Linked DNA regions of Capra hircus: region 2 is linked to region 1. The links are chromatin contacts, called in public Hi-C maps. All regions are on one chromosome and are shown on one strand. The core of a region is the stretch at or near the end of the contact, and the rest is flanking DNA. Distances in the headings are between cores, read along the strand shown. Region 1 overlaps DOCK3 (dedicator of cytokinesis protein 3). Region 2 holds the start of MAPKAPK3 (MAP kinase-activated protein kinase 3).

The links. A called contact is a pair of places that touch in the nucleus more often than the background predicts.
Region 2: a Hi-C map of blood shows a contact between it and region 1, with 15 times the contacts expected there. The contact joins the promoter of MAPKAPK3 here to the enhancer-like site in region 1. A contact is called at or near these places in 2 of 5 Hi-C or Micro-C datasets (both in blood).

What each region holds. Positions count from the first base shown.
Region 1 is chr22:49,470,217-49,476,707 of ARS1.2, forward strand. It overlaps DOCK3 (dedicator of cytokinesis protein 3), which reads right to left. Exons shown (of 54, transcript XM_018038222.1): 50 at 3,849-3,967; 51 at 2,597-2,684. Among named protein-coding and RNA genes, the nearest start is that of MANF, 10 kb to the left of the region's middle. Within about 2 kb of position 4,200, at least 1 of the 5 cell types and tissues checked has an H3K27ac peak or open chromatin away from gene starts, as enhancers often do.
Region 2 is chr22:49,814,197-49,820,687 of ARS1.2, forward strand. It overlaps MAPKAPK3 (MAP kinase-activated protein kinase 3), which reads right to left and starts at 2,943. Exons shown (of 11, transcript XM_018038232.1): 1 at 2,761-2,943; 2 at 2,224-2,499. The coding sequence starts at 2,448.

The sequences.
Region 1 (6,491 bases), core at 2,950-5,449:
CCTCGCAGCCTCACATCTCAGGAGCGTGGCTCAGTCTCATGGACTGGCTGACAGCGGTGGGGGTGGAGGGGGGAGGCGGCAGTGACTGGGTGGACAGGCATTCGTTCTGACTCTGGTGAGTGCCAGATGGATTCCACCGGAAAGCCTTCCCCGGAGAGCCTGAACCACCCTGAGACCAGGACAGGCCTACTCTCATACAAGCTCTCCCCAAGATGTGGCAGGAGCTTCCCGGTCCTCAGCACTAAGGCACCCTCTCCGGAAAAGGAAAAGTTCCATCTCCACAGAAAGCCATCACACCTCGAGGAGTAAGAAGCTTGGAGGCAGGTCTGGGCAGCTTCCCCAAAGGGGCTCTGACAGCCTGAATTCTCATATGCACATCCTGGCCCTAGAAGAACAGCAGGACTGCACAAATTCACCCACAAGAGCTCAAAGGAAACCGGGCAGGAATGCTAGAGGGGAAGAAAGCTGGCAAGGCTGCAGTGGTTTACGAAAGGCACCTGCCAGAGCCACTCCACGTCGACCAGAAATCATCCAGCCTGCCCTCGGCCTCCTGTTGACCAGTGAGGCCAGTGAACCTCTGCCATACAGCACCAGGGCTTCCTGGGTGGCTCAGTGGTAAAGAACCTGCCTGCCAATGCAGGAGATGCATGGTTCGATCCCTGGGTCGCGAAGATCCCCTGGAGAAGGAAACGCAACCCACTCCAGTATTCTCGCCTGAAAAATCCTGTGGACAGAGGAGCCTGGTGGGCTAGTCCGTGGGGCTGCAGACGTGAGAGCACGCGTGAACACACACCAGCGCACGGGCTGGTGGAGAATCTCAGATGCTGCACCTATCCTAGGAGAAGAGCGCAGATGCCGCCTGTGTCCTGGCCTTTTCTCTCTCTGCTGTGGACCACCACCAGTCTGAGGTCCCCTGTGCACAGCAGCCTCGAGGGTCAACTGGCCTGGTCTGGGAGTCACTGCCTGGGAAAGAGAGATCCGTAAAATGAGACGTGGAGCCATCAGGGGACTCGAGATCCCGACGATGAGAGAATGGTGACAAGAGCACACAGCTCCTGCTCTGGAGGAGCAGCAGAGACCTGGGCAGTTATGACTGTGGCACTGGGTCCCCCAAGGCAAATGTCTAGCTCTCTGCCCACTAAGCTCTGGCCCTGTGGCTCAAATGGGCTTGCTCTGGGCTCAGCCTTTGCTTTGAGACAACCCTCTTTGCTCCCCACACTTGGCGGGTGGGCGTATCCAGCTCCTTGCTGCAGCTTGGTCTGAAGCCTGAAGCTCTTCTGGGTCTGGCGGGCGTCAGGTCTTGGTCTGGCTGCCAGCACCCACTTGAGCTCTGAGCCCGTCTCTGCTCTCAGCTAGATCTGCGACTGCTCCACAACTCCGGCAAAGAGAAGCCGCTGTGGTTCCCAGCCCTCAAGGCCACAGGAGCACTCGGTTTGGGGGCACAAGTGCAGGGGTCCAGGAAAGCCACGTGTTTTGGGGATGTGCAACTCTGAGGCTAGGAAGGCGTCTTCAGCCAGAATCTTATCTCCATGCCCACTGTGGTCGAGCACCAGGTGCTGAGGCCTCCCAGGCACTGAGGTTGTGGAATGCGGGTGTGTTCTCAAATACGACGCGGAGGTGCGTCCTCCATGCTGAGCAGAGGAGGAGCAGTGACAGTGGGGACAGCAGACGGCACGTGGTGAGGAGGTGTGATGACATGACAATGGCTTTGGAGGGACACGTCCTGATGGGCCAACAGGTTGCAATGCTAGGGACCAAGAGTGCCCTAAACTTGCCAGGTGGAGGAGAGGGGAACCTGCAGGGAGTGGGGCGGATAGGCTCAGCCCGGTTGTGTGTGGCAGGTGGGCTGGGCATAGGCCCCACACGGGCACTGTCCTGTGTTAAACGGAACTCAGGTCTCCATGTCTGGGACTTTGGGCTGGGGTTATATGGGCCCAAGTCTGGTTCTTCCATCAGTTGGCTGGAGCAGAACGTAGAGTAGAACTCCACTCTCTGTAACCAGCCTCTGTTCTAAGTACTGCCTGGTTTCATGGTACAGCTGATGGACTTGCAGCGTGGAAAAAGGATGCTCAGCTATTGCGGGCCTGGGTGGCTACAGGAGGACTGAAGTCCCACAGGGTGCCTGGGACTGTCTCTGGGAAATTCACTTTGCCATGACCTGTCCCTTCTCATTATTCTTGTGGATGTGCTTGGCCACAGGCCTCCTCTGAACAACAAGGAGAGGTCCCTGTGGGCCTGAGTGGAGAGGGACCAAATCCACAGGGCCTGCTGAATTCTGGGGCTGGTGGGGAGGCGCCCTGGGGAGTGGGTGCCCACTGAGTTTCCATGAAGGTGAGCTCAGGGCAGGTGACAGCTGGGGCGTCTCAGAGGGTGGGTCCTGGGGAGCCGGAGATACAAACAATATCTAGACCTCAGCATCAAGCCAAACATGGGTTAAGTAATGAACAGAGGAACTGGTCAGGACTCTGGACAGACAGAATGGCCTGAGTGTTAAAAGCATGGCTCAGCCTTGGCCAGCTGGTGCTCAGGGACAAGAGTCAGATGCTCAGGATGGGGACAGACAGGAGAGGAGGCCACCTGGGAAGAAGAATCGTACCTTTTTCGGCCACAGACAGATTGGGATCACTGCAGGGTTTGCAGGGTCCAACCACTTGCTGGAACAAGGCCCGCTGGAAGTTTGGCAGCTGAGGGAAGGAGAAAAGTATCAACTGACAACAATCAGTTACATCTTGGGGGCGTCATGGGCCCCAGGAGCCAGGGCATTCTAGGACTAGACCAGGACAATCAAAGCAGTGGGACAGCTCATGCTTGAGATGCGCTGCAAATGTCAGGCTGGTTGGAAAACTGTCCATGCTGTCTGGCTCCGAGTCCTGCCCTGTGCAACTGTGCAATGTCTGGGGCTCCCCCACCGCCCCCGGGCCTGGCTGGGCTCCAGGCTGTCCTGCACATGGCCAACAAGGAGGACACAAGCTCCTGAGGGCATCTAACTGCATCCTTCTGTCCTGCCAAGAGACCCACGGGTAGGAAGGATATGGGGACCCCTTGCACCCCTGAGACTGGCAGGTTTGGCCTCCTGGAGACGCCCCGTGCGCACAGGCCCGTGTGAGGGGAAGGGCAGCACTCAGGCCTGAGGTCACAGACATGACCCGCTGTTCCATGGGTAGCTGCCAGGCAGACCTGTTCTTTCCACCTGGCAGGGCTGCCCAGGCACAGGGAGCTGAGAAGGTCCTGGCACTCTGGGACTGGGTAACAGTCACTGGAGGTGACTCTCATGGCCCCTGAGAGAAGGGCAGGGCAGACTGGATGGGGGAAGGAGCTAGTCACTGCAGCTTCTTGTTCAAGGCCCCATACGGGACATCTGCAGAGCTCTGCAAATGGTGTGGGGAGGGTCCTGACGGGAAGAGAGGGGCTTTGGGCGGACGGATGGACAAACAGATGGACGGATGAATGGAAGAGGCAGAGCTTGCCCCTGTGGGGATGTCCTTCATGCACACACGGAGGAAGGCCAGTCTCTAGACCCATGTCTGCCACTGCCTTCTCTGGACAGAAAAGAACCAGTTTTCTCTGCCAGGTTGTGTTTTAGATGAGGAGTTCAGGACGCTGGCCAGAAGAACAGACAGCCACAGACAGTGGTGGGTCCAACCCCACTGCCACTCTACCCATAGCTGTACTCCATCTGGACTGAGCACAGATGCTGGTCTCCACATTCACTGCTGCTCCCATCCAGGAGGGTCTTCACGGCAGTGTGAGGGAGGCATGGGCAATGCAGAAAGCCCAGCAAGTGCAATGAGGGGAGCTCAGGCCAGCACAGTTGCAGCAAAGGGCAGTCAGCAGGCTGGCTCCGTTACCTGTCCATTCTCCATGATGGCTGCTGGATACATGGCGCTGCTTGGGCGGTCCCGGTGTGTGGGCAGCAGCAGCATCATTTCCCGGGCGTGGCGGTACTTATCTGGCAGAGAGGGAGAGCCTGTAACCAAGTGAGAACAATCACGCACAGATGACACGCCACAGATGGAGGGCCCAGAGGGCATGCATCCCAGGGAGCCAGTGACCCAGGGTCGGTGTCCCCTTGCAGCTGGGGTGAGGATGCGCTCGGCAAGCACAGGAGGAATGAAGTGGAGCCTGGTGGTTGGGTGGTGGTGGTGGTGAGGGGGCTGCACTGGGCATCCCAGCCGAGGCAGGCACACTGCAGACTGGGGTGATGTGGACTCGCTGACGCGGCCCCGTCCCTGCTCAGGGGCAGATCATGAGGAGAGCTGGGAGTTGGAGTTGGGGCCCTAGGAGTCCTGCGTCTCCGGCACTCAGGGGAAATGGGGGTGGCCTGGGTGCTGGGCTCTCTCGGGGCCCAGGCATGGGCCCAGGCTAGCTTGCAATGGAGCCATCACACAGAAACACACACACTCAGGTAACAGAAAGGCACAGTTCTTACTGGACATAGTTTCCACACACTTACCTTCTCCAGACACCACTGGCCCTGTCTCAGCTGGCCCCTTCCACCTTTCCCCAGATTCCAGGCCTCCTGTGCCTGGCCTCTGCCTTCCTGGCCATCATACTGCAGACTCAGCCCAAGCGGCTCAGGGCCCAGGGCCCTGCACACAGGGGGCTCTCCAGGGTTCCTCACTCTGAGACTTGCCCTACAGTGAACTCGGGAGTCATGGAGCTACTCTGGGACTTGTGGGACCTTAACCCAGGCTCCTAAGTTGACTTGGTTCATGCTCTATGGAAGTGAGTCTGAGTGAACTCCGGGAGATGGTGATGGACAGGGAGGCCTGGCGTGCTGTGATTCATGGGGTCGCAAAGAGTCAGACACGACTGAGCGACTGAACTGAACTGAACTGGACAGGACTGAGGGGCTGTTACGGAAGCCAGATGTGGTGTGGCTTAGTCCCCATCGATGCAGGCCATGGTTACACGCCCAGTAACCTGTCAACTGGTGGTCCTCAAAGGGACCTTCCACAGAAGTGTTGAGAAAAAACTTGCAGGCTTCCCTTAGGAATATATAATTTAGAAGGCCCTCCAAATGTGCATCACTTATTGTTCCAGACAGCGGCATGTCCATGTCAAACTAGTGGGGTCTTCCGGATCCCTTGTGGGAAGGTCACCTGGACCCCAGTGCTGTCGACTTGTCCACTGGAAGCCTGGCAGCCTCTGGCTGGTTCAAGTGGGTGAACTCCCCCTGTGATCTGAGAGGTGAACCTGCAGCTCTACAGGCTTTGTGTGGGCCTTCCTGTCGGGGTGCCCTCTAGGCACTGTCAGGGCACAACTAAAAAGGTGGCCAGGAATTCTTGAGAAATGCCTTTTAAATACTCATTTTAGTCCCAAAGATGAGGCTTAAGTATGTTGAAGAAGTCAGCATACTAAAAACCAATAATGCAGCTATTATTAACGTAAACTTCCTCCATAGCTGGTCTGAGTGATACTGTTTGTAGAGCCTCAGAACTGGCTTTAAGGCCTGGTTTTAAAAACTATCCTTCATTGATAAGGGAATGAGTAAACTATGCTTTATTTAAAAAAAAGAAAAAAAGAAACTAGGCCTGAATTTCTACTATTTGGTGATTTTTCTCCCCTATCAATATTTTTTTTCAGAACTTGTGCTCTGAGGCAATCTCAAAAAGATGGCTGTGTAAAGAAAAAAAGAAAAGGGTTCCTCCCACTGATTTTCACAGTGCCTTCGCAGCAAGAAACTCTGAAAGCTCCCTGGATCTTGTTGGCCACAGCCCTGGACAGGGCTGCCCACACATAGCGTGCAGAGAGGCAGCCAACTCATGTCACATACCCATCCTATACCAGGCACGTGGCTGGAACATGGTATGCTGCCCTGCTCAGCTTGGCCCTGGTCCCTGACTTGACAGAGCTCACGGTCTGGCTCACCAGGCCAACCCTGGATCTGAGTACTCAACATCCTGATACGTGCTGCAGGGTGAGGCTTGAGGGCAGCACCCAGCCCCAGGGGCTGACAGGTGCTCTGTGCAAACATTAGATTTTCCAACTCTAGCTTCCTTCCCACTGCTGTTTTCCCTAGGTGGCCAAAACCACAGTAGGTGAGAGTGGTGGCTACTTTTCAGGAAAACATTTAAATACCACAAGGGCTTCTGCATCACAGGACTTCCAAACTATTTCAGTTGTAGTCTGGTGAACCTCAGGGAGGCTGAGTCCCCAGCATGAGTGAGTATATTCAAAGAAAAGAAAGAAAGTTTAGTCACTCAGTCGTGTCCAACTCTTTGCAACCCCATGGACTGTAGCCCACTAGGCTCCTCCGTCCATGGATTTTCCAGGCAAGAGTACTGGAGTGGGTTGCCATTTCCTTTTTCAAAGGATCGTCCCGATCCAGGGATCAAACCCCCGTCTCCCACATTGTAGGCTTTACCGTCTGAGCCACCAGGAAAGTCCTGAATTTATTCAATGTTCAATCAAAATCTCCTAGCCTCGCTCAGCCTTTTGACCACCAGGGGGCGCTGCCGACTTACAAGACCGAGCCTTGCAGGCCATTC
Region 2 (6,491 bases), core at 1,693-4,192, 340 kb after region 1:
AAGGCCAGAGCCCAGGGCCTCTGCTTAGGCTGACCAGGGGCAATTGGGGTGACAGCTAGGCAGAAGCAGAGAGAGGGCTGAGACCCACTCAGGGACTGACTGAGCTCCTGGGGCCCAAGACAGGCCATGTGTTGAGGTCTCCTGGTCCTGGCCCTCCTGTGAAGGGGCAGAGGCTATAAACAGAAAGGTTTATAGCCTAGTTGGGTGGGGATTTGGTCACTGGAGTGGGGTGGGGGGTGGCAAAAACAAGAAGGTGCAAGGGTGGGGGCCTCATCAAATCCATGTCCCCCTTGCAGGCCAACCTAGCACCAAATTCTGAAGATCCCAAGCCAACATCTCTAGCCACGCTCACCCAAAAAGCCTAAAGGGGAACAATGGGGGAATCTGTTCTGGGTCTGCACCCTTTCCAGTCCACAACAGGGACCACTGAGGCCCTAGATTCAAGAGCAGGTGCTCTGAAAGTTGTTGCAGTCAGAAGTTCCCCCAAGTCACTTATTAGACACAGCACCTGTGGGAAAAGGCTTAGAGCCAGTCCTGCTTAAGCCAGTGCTGCCTGGGCCCATGAACTCCAGCCTCCCACTCCATCCCTGTCTCACTCACAGCCTCTGGAGTACCACACGGGGTGGTCGGATCTCAGCCCTGGCTCATAGGGCCAAAACCTCAGTATTAAGAAGAGGCCTCAGATGGCCCCTTGCCCACCCAGGCTGCACCCTGATCCAAGCAGGAGTGAAAGGGCCAAGATGCTGCTGAAGAAGACAATGAAGATTGTCACTGCTCACTTCCTTAGCTCCATCTCCCCTCAAAAGAGCCACCCTTTTCCTGAAGGACTTGGGAGAATCCCCTGCCAGGGGCTCCAGAAGGGCCTCCCAACCCCACTCCACGGCTGGGTTCATATGCAAAGCTGTGCCTGAGACCCAGCCTCACCAGCCCAGGCTTGAGATCTTCCAGACCCATCCTCACGATCCCTTCCAAGACCACCCTGGGGAGATGACCCCCTCTATCACTCCTGGTGCCACTGGGAAAGACACAGGGAGCTGGGCCCAGGTTCCTGCTCAGATACTTGCAGACTCTGTGCCCTAAGCAAGTCCTGTGGCCTCTCCAGGCCTGTGTCAGGCCCTGTACCACTTTCCCTACATGCAAGATTCCATTCCAAACTCACATCAACTCCTTATCTTAACAACCCTTGAGCAGAGGAACCTGATTTTTGAGAGTCCAAGATCTAGTCCAAGGTCACGGAGCTGGCAAATGCAGGCCAAAGATTAGAGCTACAACTGCAGGACTCTGGGCTCGCACTCGTAACTGCAAGGTCTGTAAAATGAGAAGATCCTCAGCTGTATTCTAACCTCCAGGAGCCACTCTCCTTGCCATGCTCTACCTATCCAAGGGGTCACTGGCAGAGGCTGCAACTAAGTGAAGTTCCCAGCGAGGACACCAAGGGATTCGAGGAATGGGGCACGGTCCTGGGTTCAAAACTGTATGACCTAAGCCAGAACTACATAGCTCGGTCAGCCACCCTCAAGACTCCCGGGACTCCAACTGTATCAGTGAGGTCTTAACCAGGCCCACAGAGAGTCTATGGTGTGACGTGGCTAGATGGCTGGCCCGCCCTCTGCCCAGGAAACAGGGTGGATCAGGTCGGAGACAGGGCCTACCCCTTTCAACATGGGTCTGGTTGACTCATCTGGAGCCCATGAGTAGCTCCCTGCCCACAGGGGCAATGGGTGTCAGGCTTGCCCACCAGTCAGCCCTGGGAGACTGTCACCACTCCAGCCTAGGCAGGCAGGGACCTCAGGAGAGCCCCACCCCAAGCTTTTGTGGGGACTCAGCCTCAGGCAGAAAGTAAGTGAAACCCATTCCAGTCAGAAGAGTTTCTCATAGAAGAAGCAGCCAAGCTGAATGCAGGTCCCCCTCAGGCCCAAACTCACAGGACCAGCCAGAAACCCAGAGTCAGGAGTTACTCCCTCCTTGCTTCCGGGTACAGCAAGCTATACCCACAGCTGACTACACCCCTTGCTCCCTGGGACATTCTGAGCTTAGCTAAGCTAAGCTTCAGTTTCCCCATCTGTGAAGCAAGAGGGACCAGAAGCCCAACTTTACACACAAGTAAGAGGAGGAAACGGTAATGCTTAGCCTAAGAAGCTTAACAGAGGCCCTAGGCACAGCCCGCATCCACAGGTCGCTGCTGTTGGGCTCCCGCCCATGCGGGAGCGCGGGGTCACTGACCTTCAGGGCACACTTCTGCCCAGTGCGCCGGTGGAAGCACTCCAGCACCTTGCCGTTCACACCCAAGCCCAGCACCTGCTTGGACAACTGGTAGTCATCGGTCACTGCGTACTTCTTGGGCTCCCGCCGCCCCCCGAGGGCGGGAGCGCCGGCGCAACAAGGTCCGCAGGGTGCACCTGACGGGGGCGCAGGGCCCCCCTGCTCCTCTGCTGTCTCCACGTCCATGGCCCCGCGGGGCGCTCAGAGGCGGCCCCAGCCTGGCGCGTCCGGGGCCACCTGGGAAAGAGACGAAGAGTGAGTTCCGCTCAGATTCCTTCAGTACACTCCAGCCATGGACGCCCTAAGCCGGACCGGGCTTCGGGCCGGGGACTGGGCTGGGAATGAGCAACGAGTTGCTGGAGAGGACGGACCCGCGGCAGGGGGCGGTGGTCACGCAAGCGGAGCACCAGGCGAGTCGTGCCCCGGCCACCAGTCAGGAGGGGAAAGCGCCGCGAGGTCCCGGGATTGGGAGGTGGTGGGGGCCCTGTGAGGGCGTACCTGACGAGGGCGGACCTGACGGCAGCTCACGGGGCTGTGGTTGCCGGTAAGGGGCAGGGACAGGGGTCGCCAGAGGCCGCGGCCCAGAGCTCCCAGAGCCGAGAGTCGCGCCGCCGCCTGCCCACGTGACCGCTCCCTCCCCCCGCGCGTCCCCGACTACAAGCCGGGCTGGGTCAGTCTTAAAGGGCCAGGCTGGCCCAGGCAGGACGGGGCGGGGCCGGACCCGCCTAGAGCGGCAGCAGAAATAGGGGGCGTGGCTTCCAGAGGGGGCGGAAACCTCCCAGGCTCCGCCCGCCGCTGGGGAAACCCAGCGCTAGAGCAGCCGGCTACACGGTGGGCTGTGCGAGCAGCCAATTGTACAAGCCACCAAGGAAGTGGCAGCACAGAAAATCTTCTCTTGCAGCCCCAGGTAGCCCCTGGAATCGGGTGTTTTCTCTGGAAGATCCCAAAAGGCCCTCCGGTACAATGTGTAAGGTTTCCAACTTAGTGGTGGCCCACTGCCAGTCTATCTAAAGTCTTAATTTTTATCAACAGGGAGAATGAAATGGAATTTTGTTGAGATTCGCATCTCTCTGGTTCCTGGTTGCTCTTGGGATCTTTCTAGCACTGGCATCTCTCCACTTCTGTGCATCTCTTGTTCTTGGAAAACAGCATCCTAAGACTAGAAATCCTAAATTCCTATTTGGTCATATCCATCAACTTTTCACCTTATGACTTGAGCTTTTGGTGTCATGTTTAAGAAATCTCCTCCTTCCACCCTAGTGCCAGATATTCTTTATTAGCTAAAAGGTTTTCCCTTATACTGTGAGCCCACCTTAGATTGTGTGCTTAGTTGCTTGATCGTGTCCAACTCTTTGAGACCCCATGGACTGCAGCCTGCCAGGCTCCTCTGTCCATGGGGATTCTCCAGGCAAGAATACTGGAGTGGGTTGCCCTCCTCCAGGGGATCTTCCCAGCCCAGGGATCGAACCCGGGTCTCCTGCAATGCAGGTGGATTCTTTACTGTCCAAGCCACCGGGGAAGCCCCCATCTTAGATTATCTTACATATTTTGAACTCGTTTTCCCATCACAGACTGTTCAGTTCAGTTCAGTTCAGTTCAGTGGCTCAGTCGTGTCCGACTCTTTGCAACCCCATGAATTGCAGCATGCCAGGCCTCCCTGTCCATCACCAACTCCCAGAGTTCACTCAGATTCACGTCCATCAAGTCAGTGATGCCATCCAGCCATCTCATCCTCAGTCGTCCCCTTCTCCTCCTGCCCCCAATTCCTCCCAGCATCAAAGTCTTTTCCAATGAGTCAACTCTTTGCATGAGGTGGCCAAAGTACTGGAGTTTCAGCTTCAGCATCATTCCTTCCAAAGAAATCCCAGGACTGATCTCCTTCAGAATGGACTGGTTGGATCTCCTTGCAGTCCAAGGGACCCTCAAGAGTCTTCTCCACCATCACACTTCAAAAGCATCAATTCTTCAGTGCTCAGCTTTCTTCACAGTCCAACTCTCACATCCATACATGACCACTGGAAAAACCATAGCCTTGACTAGACCGACCTTAGTCGGCAAAGTAATGTCTCTGCTTTTGAATGTGCTATCTAGGTTGGTCATAACTTTTCTTCCAAGGAGTAAGCGTCTTTTAATTTCATGGCTATAGTCACCATCTGCAGTGATTTTGGAGCTGAAAACAATAAAGTCTGACACTGTTTCTACTGTTTCCCCATCTATTTGCCATGAAGTGATGGGACCAGATGCCATGATCTTCGTTTTCTGAATGTTGAGCTTTAAGCCAGCTTTTTCACTCTCCTCTTTCACTTTCATCAAGAGGCTTTTCAGTTCTTCTTCACTTTCTGCCATAAGGGTGGTGTCATCTGCATATCTGAGGCTATTGATATTTCTCCCGGAAATCTTGATTCCAGCTTGTGTTTCTTCCAGCCCAGTGTTTCTCATGATGTACTCTGCATAGAAGTTAAATAAGCAGGGTGACAATATACAGCCTTGACGTACTCCTTTTCCTATTTGGAACCAGTCTGTTGTTCCATGTCCAGTTCTAACTGTTGCTTCCTGACCTGCATACAGATTTCTCAAGAGGCAGGTCAGGTGGTCTGGTATTCCCATCTCTTTCAGAATTGTCCACAGTTTATTGTGATCCACACAATCAAAGGCTTTGGCATAGTCAATAATGCAGAAATAGATGTTTTTCTGGAACTCTCTTGCTTTTTCGATGATCCAGCAGATGTTGGCAATTTGATCTCTGGTTCCTCTGCCTTTTCTAAATCCAGCTTGAACATCAGAAAGTTCACGGTTCACGTATTGCTGAAGCCTGGGTTGGAGAATTTTGAGCATTACTTTACTAGTGTGTGAGATGAGTGCAATTGTGTGGTAGTTTGAGCATTCTTTGGCATTGCCTTTCTTTGCGATTGGAATGAAAACTGACCTTTTCCAGTCCTGTGGCCACTGCTGACTTTTCCAAGTTCGCTGGCATATTGAGTGCAGCACTTTCATAGCATCATCTTTCAGAATTTGAAATAGCTCAACTGGAATTCCATCACCTCCACTAGCTTTGTTCGTAGTGATGCTTTCTAAGGCCCACTTGACTTCCCAGTCCAGGATGTCTGGCTCTAGGTGAGTGATAACACCATCATGATTATCCGGGTCGTGAAGATCTTTTTTGTACAGTTCTTCTGTGTATTCTTGCCACCTCTTCTTAATATCTTCTGCTTCTGTTAGGTCCATACCATTTCTGTCCTTTATTGAGCCCATCTTTGCATGAAATATTCCCTTGGTATCTCTAATTTTCTTGAAGAGATCTCTAGTCTTTCCCATTCTATTGTTTTCCTCTATTTCTTTGCATTGATCACTGAAGAAGGCTTTCTTATCTCTTCTTGCTATTCTTTGGAACTCTGCATTCAGGTGCTTATATCTTTCCTTTTCTCCTTTGCTTTTTGCTTCTCTTCTTTTCACAGCTATTTGTAAGGCCTCCCCAGACAGCCATTTTGCTTTTTTGCATTTCTTTTCTATGGGAATGGTCTCGATCCCTGTCTCCCATACAATGTCACAAACCTCATTCCATAGTTCATCAGGCAATCTATCTATCAGATCTAGGCCCTTAAATCTGTTTCTCACTTCCACTGTATAATCATAAGGGATTTGATTTAGGTCATACCTGAATGGTCTAGCGGTTTTCCCTACTTTCTTCAATTTAAGCCTGAATTTGGTAATAAGGAATTCATGATCTGAGCCACAGTCAGCTCCTGGTCTTGTTTTGCCTGTATAGGGCTTCTCCATCTTTGGCTGCAAAGAATATAATCAATCTGATTTCAGTGTTGACCATCTGGTGATGTCCGTGTGTAGAGTCTTCTCTTGTGTTGTTGGAAGAGGGTGTTTGCTATGACCAGTGCATTTTCTTGGCAAAACTGTATTAGTCTTTGCCCTGCTTCATTCCGCATTCCAAGGCCAAATTTGCCTGTTACTCCAGGTGTTTCTTGACTTCCTACTTTTGCATTCCAGTCCCCTATAATGAAAAGGACATGTTTTGGGGGTGTTAGTTCTAAAAAGTCTTGTAGGTCTTCATAGAACCGTTCAACTTCAGCTTCTTCAGCGTTACTGGTTGGGGCATAGACTGGGATTACCGTGATATTCAATGGTTTGCCTTGGAGACGAACAGAGATCATTCTGTCGTTTTTGAGATTGCATCCAAGTACTGCATTTCAGACTCTTTTGTTGACCATGATGGCTAC